2 separate regions of the Sus scrofa genome follow, and region 2 is linked to region 1. A link is a contact called in public HiChIP or PLAC-seq data. All regions are on one chromosome and are shown on one strand. Each heading gives the region's core, a stretch centred on a gene start, on an enhancer-like site or on the middle of the called end of the contact. The rest is flanking DNA. Distances are from core to core; before and after follow the strand shown.

The links. HiChIP or PLAC-seq counts read pairs in DNA pulled down with a chosen protein or histone mark.
Region 2: an H3K27ac HiChIP or PLAC-seq map of alveolar macrophages shows a contact between it and region 1, with 5 times the contacts expected there. The contact joins two enhancer-like sites.

What each region holds. Positions count from the first base shown.
Region 1 is chr16:71,266,987-71,269,686 of Sscrofa11.1, reverse strand. All of the region lies in intron 1 of G3BP1 (G3BP stress granule assembly factor 1), which reads left to right. Among named protein-coding and RNA genes, the nearest start is that of G3BP1, 7.7 kb to the left of the region's middle. Within about 2 kb of position 1,341, at least 1 of the 83 cell types and tissues checked has an H3K27ac peak or open chromatin away from gene starts, as enhancers often do. A contact at or near this core is called in alveolar macrophages, where this site is marked.
Region 2 is chr16:71,919,337-71,922,036 of Sscrofa11.1, reverse strand. No RefSeq gene overlaps it. Among named protein-coding and RNA genes, the nearest start is that of TNIP1, 27 kb to the left of the region's middle. Within about 2 kb of position 1,431, at least 19 of the 83 cell types and tissues checked have an H3K27ac peak or open chromatin away from gene starts, as enhancers often do. A contact at or near this core is called in alveolar macrophages, where this site is marked.

The DNA.
Region 1 (2,700 bases), core at 92-2,591:
AGCTGCTGGCCTACACCACAGCCCTAGCAATGTGGGGATTTGAGTCCTGTCTGTGACTTGGATTACAGCTCATGGTGATGCTGGATCCTGAACCCACTGATTGAGACCATAGATCAAACTCATGTCCTCATGGAAACTAGTCAGGTTTGTAACCCTGTGAGCCACAATGGGAACTCCCTGGCCTTTTCTTAGTTGTTGAAGAAAAGATGTTGTAACTGTTACAGAATTCTGAACGTTCTGAATTCTGGAAAACCTGACAGTTTGACCTGATGGATGATAATAAATCTGTTTTTGCTTGTATAAAATTCTAACCGCCATTTTCGTTGAGAATGCGTTGAAACCAAGCTTTTTATTCCTGTTATGTGGCACGCACTCTCAAGTTTTGGGGCTAGAAGGTTGCATAAGAAATGGTCTCTAGGAGTTTCCAGTGTGGTGCGGTGGGTTAAGAATATGATTACAGCGGTCAGATAGCTGTGGAGGCATGGGTTTGATCCCTGCCTGTTAGGGTGGATTAAAGGAGCTGGTGTTGCTGCAGCTGCTGTCTATGCTGTGGCAGCTGCAGGTCTGGTTCTCCCCCTAGCCCTGGAACTTGCATAGGCCACAGGCATAGCCCTAAAAAGGTAGGGAAAAAAAAGAAGCTGGGCTTTCCACTTGAATGGAATCACGTATTGATTGTAGTATGAATATCAGCCTTGGGAGCAAGACCGTTTGCCAGTACCCTGGAAATAAAGTACCGTCTTTCTGGAACATTTCAAAATACTGATTGAGAACCTAGTTTTGCAAAATACTTAATTATATCAAACTTAAACTAATAATGAAAAGTAATGTTTGGTAACTTGGAAATACAGATTTCTCTGACAAGCTTTAGGATTGTAACAGGTAAAGAAAAATTCACAAATGAGGTTAAGATCAATTTAGCATTTAAATAGGTTTAATTTTCTTGGCTTTGTGGCTATTCAAATAAAGTATTGATGATAATGGTGAAATCAAACTGTTGTTCTTTTGCATTAACTAGATGATCTCAAAGGGAAGGGAGATGTTCTAGATGTCTATATATTTACTCTTTCTTCCCTTTGGTATGTAACGGAGGATTTTCATCACTTTATATGAGAAGACTGGATGTGAGAAGTAGTATTTGGTAAAATATTTAGAGATGTATATGAGACTTATTGGCAGTATCAAAAGATGCAGTTAGGTTGATGTTGTTAGGTTTGGGTGACGTAAATAGTAAAAGGGACAGGTATTCAAGAATAATGCAGTTGTGCACTAGATGAGGAGAAACAGCTGCCCAGAGTGCTTGTGCAAGAGTTGGTCAGCCAAACTCAATCCACTTTGGGCATCCTTTAAGGAAATGAAAATAAAAGTTCTCATTTTTCCTTTGTACCGTGGTTAGTTACACAAACCTCTTAAACATGTTTGCCTTCATGTTTAAGGTCGGGATGATTTTGGTGCAAATGAAAAGTTGGGTTATCGCATGCCAAAATTTTTTTTTGAAAGTTTTTTTTTTTTTTAAGAATAACTGACAGGAGTTCCTGTCGTGGCTCAGCGGTAACAAGCCCGACTAGTATCCATGAGGTTTCAGGTTCGATCCCTGGCTCCCTCAGTGGGTTAAGGATTTAGTGTTGCTGTGGGCTGTGGTGTAGGTGGCAGTTGCAGCTCAGATCCCGTGTTGCTGTGGCTGTTATGTAGGCTGCGGCTGGCAGCCATAGCTCCGATTCGACCCCTAGCCTGGGAACTTCATATGCTGTAGGTACGGCCCTAAAAAAAAAAAAAAAAACAGAAGCAGTGACAGAAGTTGAGAATTTAGTGTGTGCTATGTGCCTTTCTTAACACTCAAAGATAGAAACTTTAAGTCATGATAATTTGGAGGTGGTAGGGATTATTTTGTTGAGTAAAAACATCTCATTTGTTAACCTTTTGCCTATTTTATTTTCATATTTTTGGTCCTGTTATAATCTAAGCATATTTAGAATTTTATTTTTTCTAAAGGCAGTAAAAATTTCTGAAAAATTTTTTTCATTTGGTCAAAAGAAAAATGTGGAAGTATGTGTCCTTATGTATCAAAGCTGTATTTATCACTCTTGAATACAATATTGCTAAAAATAAGATCGTGTTTTAATATTAAAACTGGAACACTCTTAATTGAGTTGAATATATTAGGAAAATTACGATAAGATGCATCTTGGAAATAGGTACCTTTGTGGTTCTTTTTAAAAATTTTTATTATAGTTGATTTACCTTTGAGGTTCTTATATTTAAAGAAAATTGGGAGTTCCCATCGTGGCTCAGTGGTTAACAAATCCGACTAGGAACCATGAGGTTGCGGGTTCCATCCCTGGACTTGATCAGCGGGTTAAGGATCTGGTGTTGCCGTGAGCTGTGGTGGAGGTTACAGATGCGGCTTGGATCCCGTGTTGCTGTGGCTCTGGAATAGGCCGGTGGCTACAGATCAGATTAGACCCCTAGCCTGGGAACTTGCATATGCTGCGGGAGCAGCCCAAGAAATGGCAAAAAGAAAAAAAAACCCCACAAAAAAAAAACAAAAAAAAAGAAAACTGAATGTGGGAAATAATGATGAATTAATTCTTCATAGTGGTTTTTTCCCCAAGCATTCATCTAATTGCAATAAATTTGAACGTATAAAATCTCACTGGTCTGTATGTGTTTTGTTTATTCTTTGTTTTTTATTTTTTTTCTTTC
Region 2 (2,700 bases), core at 182-2,681, 650 kb before region 1:
GCCCTGGGCATAGCTGTGGATGTAGAAGAGGTGCCCATTAGGATGACTTGATACAGACTCTCTCAGGCTGGGTGTTTCTTGTCCACTTTAGCATCCATCCGCGTCTTCTGATCCATTTGGTCTTGGGCAGGGGCCTTAGATCAGTGGTTCTCAATCCAAGCTGCACATTAGAATCACCTGGAGAGCTTTGTAAAAACACAAATGCCCAGGCCCTTCCCGGAATAATAACCACAAAATCTCAGGGGGATGTGGCCTGGGATCGGTACTTTCAAAGCTCCCCAGGTGATTGAAAGGTGGGACCACTGCTCTCCAAGTTCTTTGCTAAGAGTTGATCCTGATGCAGGTGGTTACGGGGACCTCACATATTTTCCTATTTGTACCAGGGAAGGTGCCTTCTCAGTACCAGGGCCAGAGACCATGCAGACGACAGATCTCAGCAGGCAGCACTCGGTCACAGGATATCAGCTGATGTGTGAAGGGAAAAATGAAAACCCAAACCAAGTCACTGCAAGGGGAATGAGGTACGTGTCATTCTGTCAACGTCTGAAAAAATGGAATTCCGGGACACATTTTGTAAAATTGTGCTTTCGGAGGAAACAGACACAGGGCATTCTGTTACAAGATCCTTGGCAAAGGAAGAAGATCCAAGGACACATGTTGCAAGACTGTGCTGCTAAAGGAAGTGGCTTCTTAGCCTATCAACTCTGGAAACAAAACCTAGAGAGTATCCAGACCAACCCCCCCTGGCTGGACAGAAGGAGAAATCAAGCTGCACCCCCTACCCCCATGGGGCGGGGGTGTGTGCCTCGGGTCACAAAGGCAGTTGTCAAGCTAACAGTACTAGGCTTCCAGAACACCTCTGGCCCTTTCCTCTGTTCCCTTCTGTTTTAGTTCCAGATCCCCAGCCCACCCTCTGCCCTCACACCCTCTTGGTCGGGGCGAGGACCCAAGGAGGGGACTAAATCTGTGCGCCTGGATCTACACCGGGTAGATGAGAAGGGCCAATGCCAGTAGGAGGCTGGGGGGCGGGGGGCTGGAGAGGAAGGAGCCGTGTCTGATGATGTGGCCTGACCTCAGAAAGGAAGCCTGGTCACCAGGGGGAATTTCCCCAGGGTGAGGTCTCATGTCTATGCAAATATTGCTCTCCAGCTGACCTGGACCCCAAGATGGGAGAGGGGACCCCCGGAGGGGCAGGGATGAGGGGAAGAAAGGGAATAGGGCCTGAACCCCCCGGGTGCCAGCTGTTGGGCCAGGATCTGGGTGTGCTTAAATCTTACTTGGTTCCTGAAATATCTTCCCAAGTAGGAAGGACGGGAGGCTGAGAGCCAGTGAGGCGAAGGCGCCTTGGCCCATGGGAACGAGAACATAGCACGTTCCATCCGCACCCCCCCTGGGGGGGTGGTGTGTGTGCAGGGGGCAGGCCTCAGGCAGAGGCAAGGATGACCATGGATCTGGTGGCAGCTGCTGACGAGGGTGACAGCAACGAAGGGGCATCTGAGAAGCCTGACAAATTTCATCTTAGTTAGGTTTCCATCTCACTCACAGGGGGAGTTTTATCCTGGGAACAGGGGAAAGGCAGCAGGAAGGTAGTGAGCCTGACTCCCCGGGGCAACCCCCAGGGCTCAGGTTTTCCAGGCCCAACTCGGAGGTGAGGGGGCAGCAGCTGATGCTGTTAACCCTTTCACTGCCAGCTACTAGACGACCCAAGACAAGCGAGCAGAACAGAATGGAGTCTTTCGAAGGAAACAAAACAAAACAAAACAAACTCTCTCTCGCTCCTGTATCTTTACATTTCACTCACCTTGAGCCTCATGACCCCAGGAGACCTGCCCCAGAGCTTCTGCTCCAGTGCAAGGCTGATCCCACCCCTCCATGGAGCTGGCCTTGCCTCCCCAGAGCTCAAGTCGGGCAGTTAGACCCAAGGACCAGCCTCCAGACAGCCTGGCTGTTTGCCCTCCTATCAAAGAAGGATATATACAGAACAGGCAGGTCACAGGGCCCGGTGTCACATGCTGTGTACCAAGGCTGTGTGCCAAGAAGAGCGTGAGCTCACACGTGCCCCAGCGAGTGGGTGTGAAAAACAAGCTTGGGTACCTGCGTGAAGCCCTTCCTGTGTGGCCAGCATCTGTGAACAGCAACGTCTGTCTTTCTGTGGGTGACCTGCTGTGTGTTTGAGGCCTGATCTTTTTTCTCTCTGGGGGCAACAACGTGTATGTATATTTCTGATTCTGGGTAGAGAGCGTGTGGGTCCCTGTGACTACACCTGGCGGTGATTTGGAATTGTGTGTGTGTGTGTGGTACGGGCTTGGAACGGATACCAGATGTGCGGGAAAGTGGACATGTGGATCTCTGTGCCATCCCCCAACCGGCTCTGCTCTCCTATCAGGCCCTCCCATCCCCACCCATGGCCATATCCAGGTCAAGGTCCATGGCCATCCCAACGGGGAAAGCCACAAGAGGGATGTGGCTGCAGCTCAGCAGGTGGTGGTGGCTGGGAGGAAGGGTGGGACCATCCCACAGAAGGAAACGCATGTTCTGTTAACGGCTACAGCAGCTGGGCTGGGGAAGGGTCTGCTCAGTGGTCACCTAACTGAGCAGAGGGCCAGGAGATGTCCCTTGGCCTTGGCCTCTTCCTGCCTCTGGGTTCCCAGGTGATAACCCCTGGCTTCACCGCGGCCTCCCTCTCTTGTTCCCCACAGC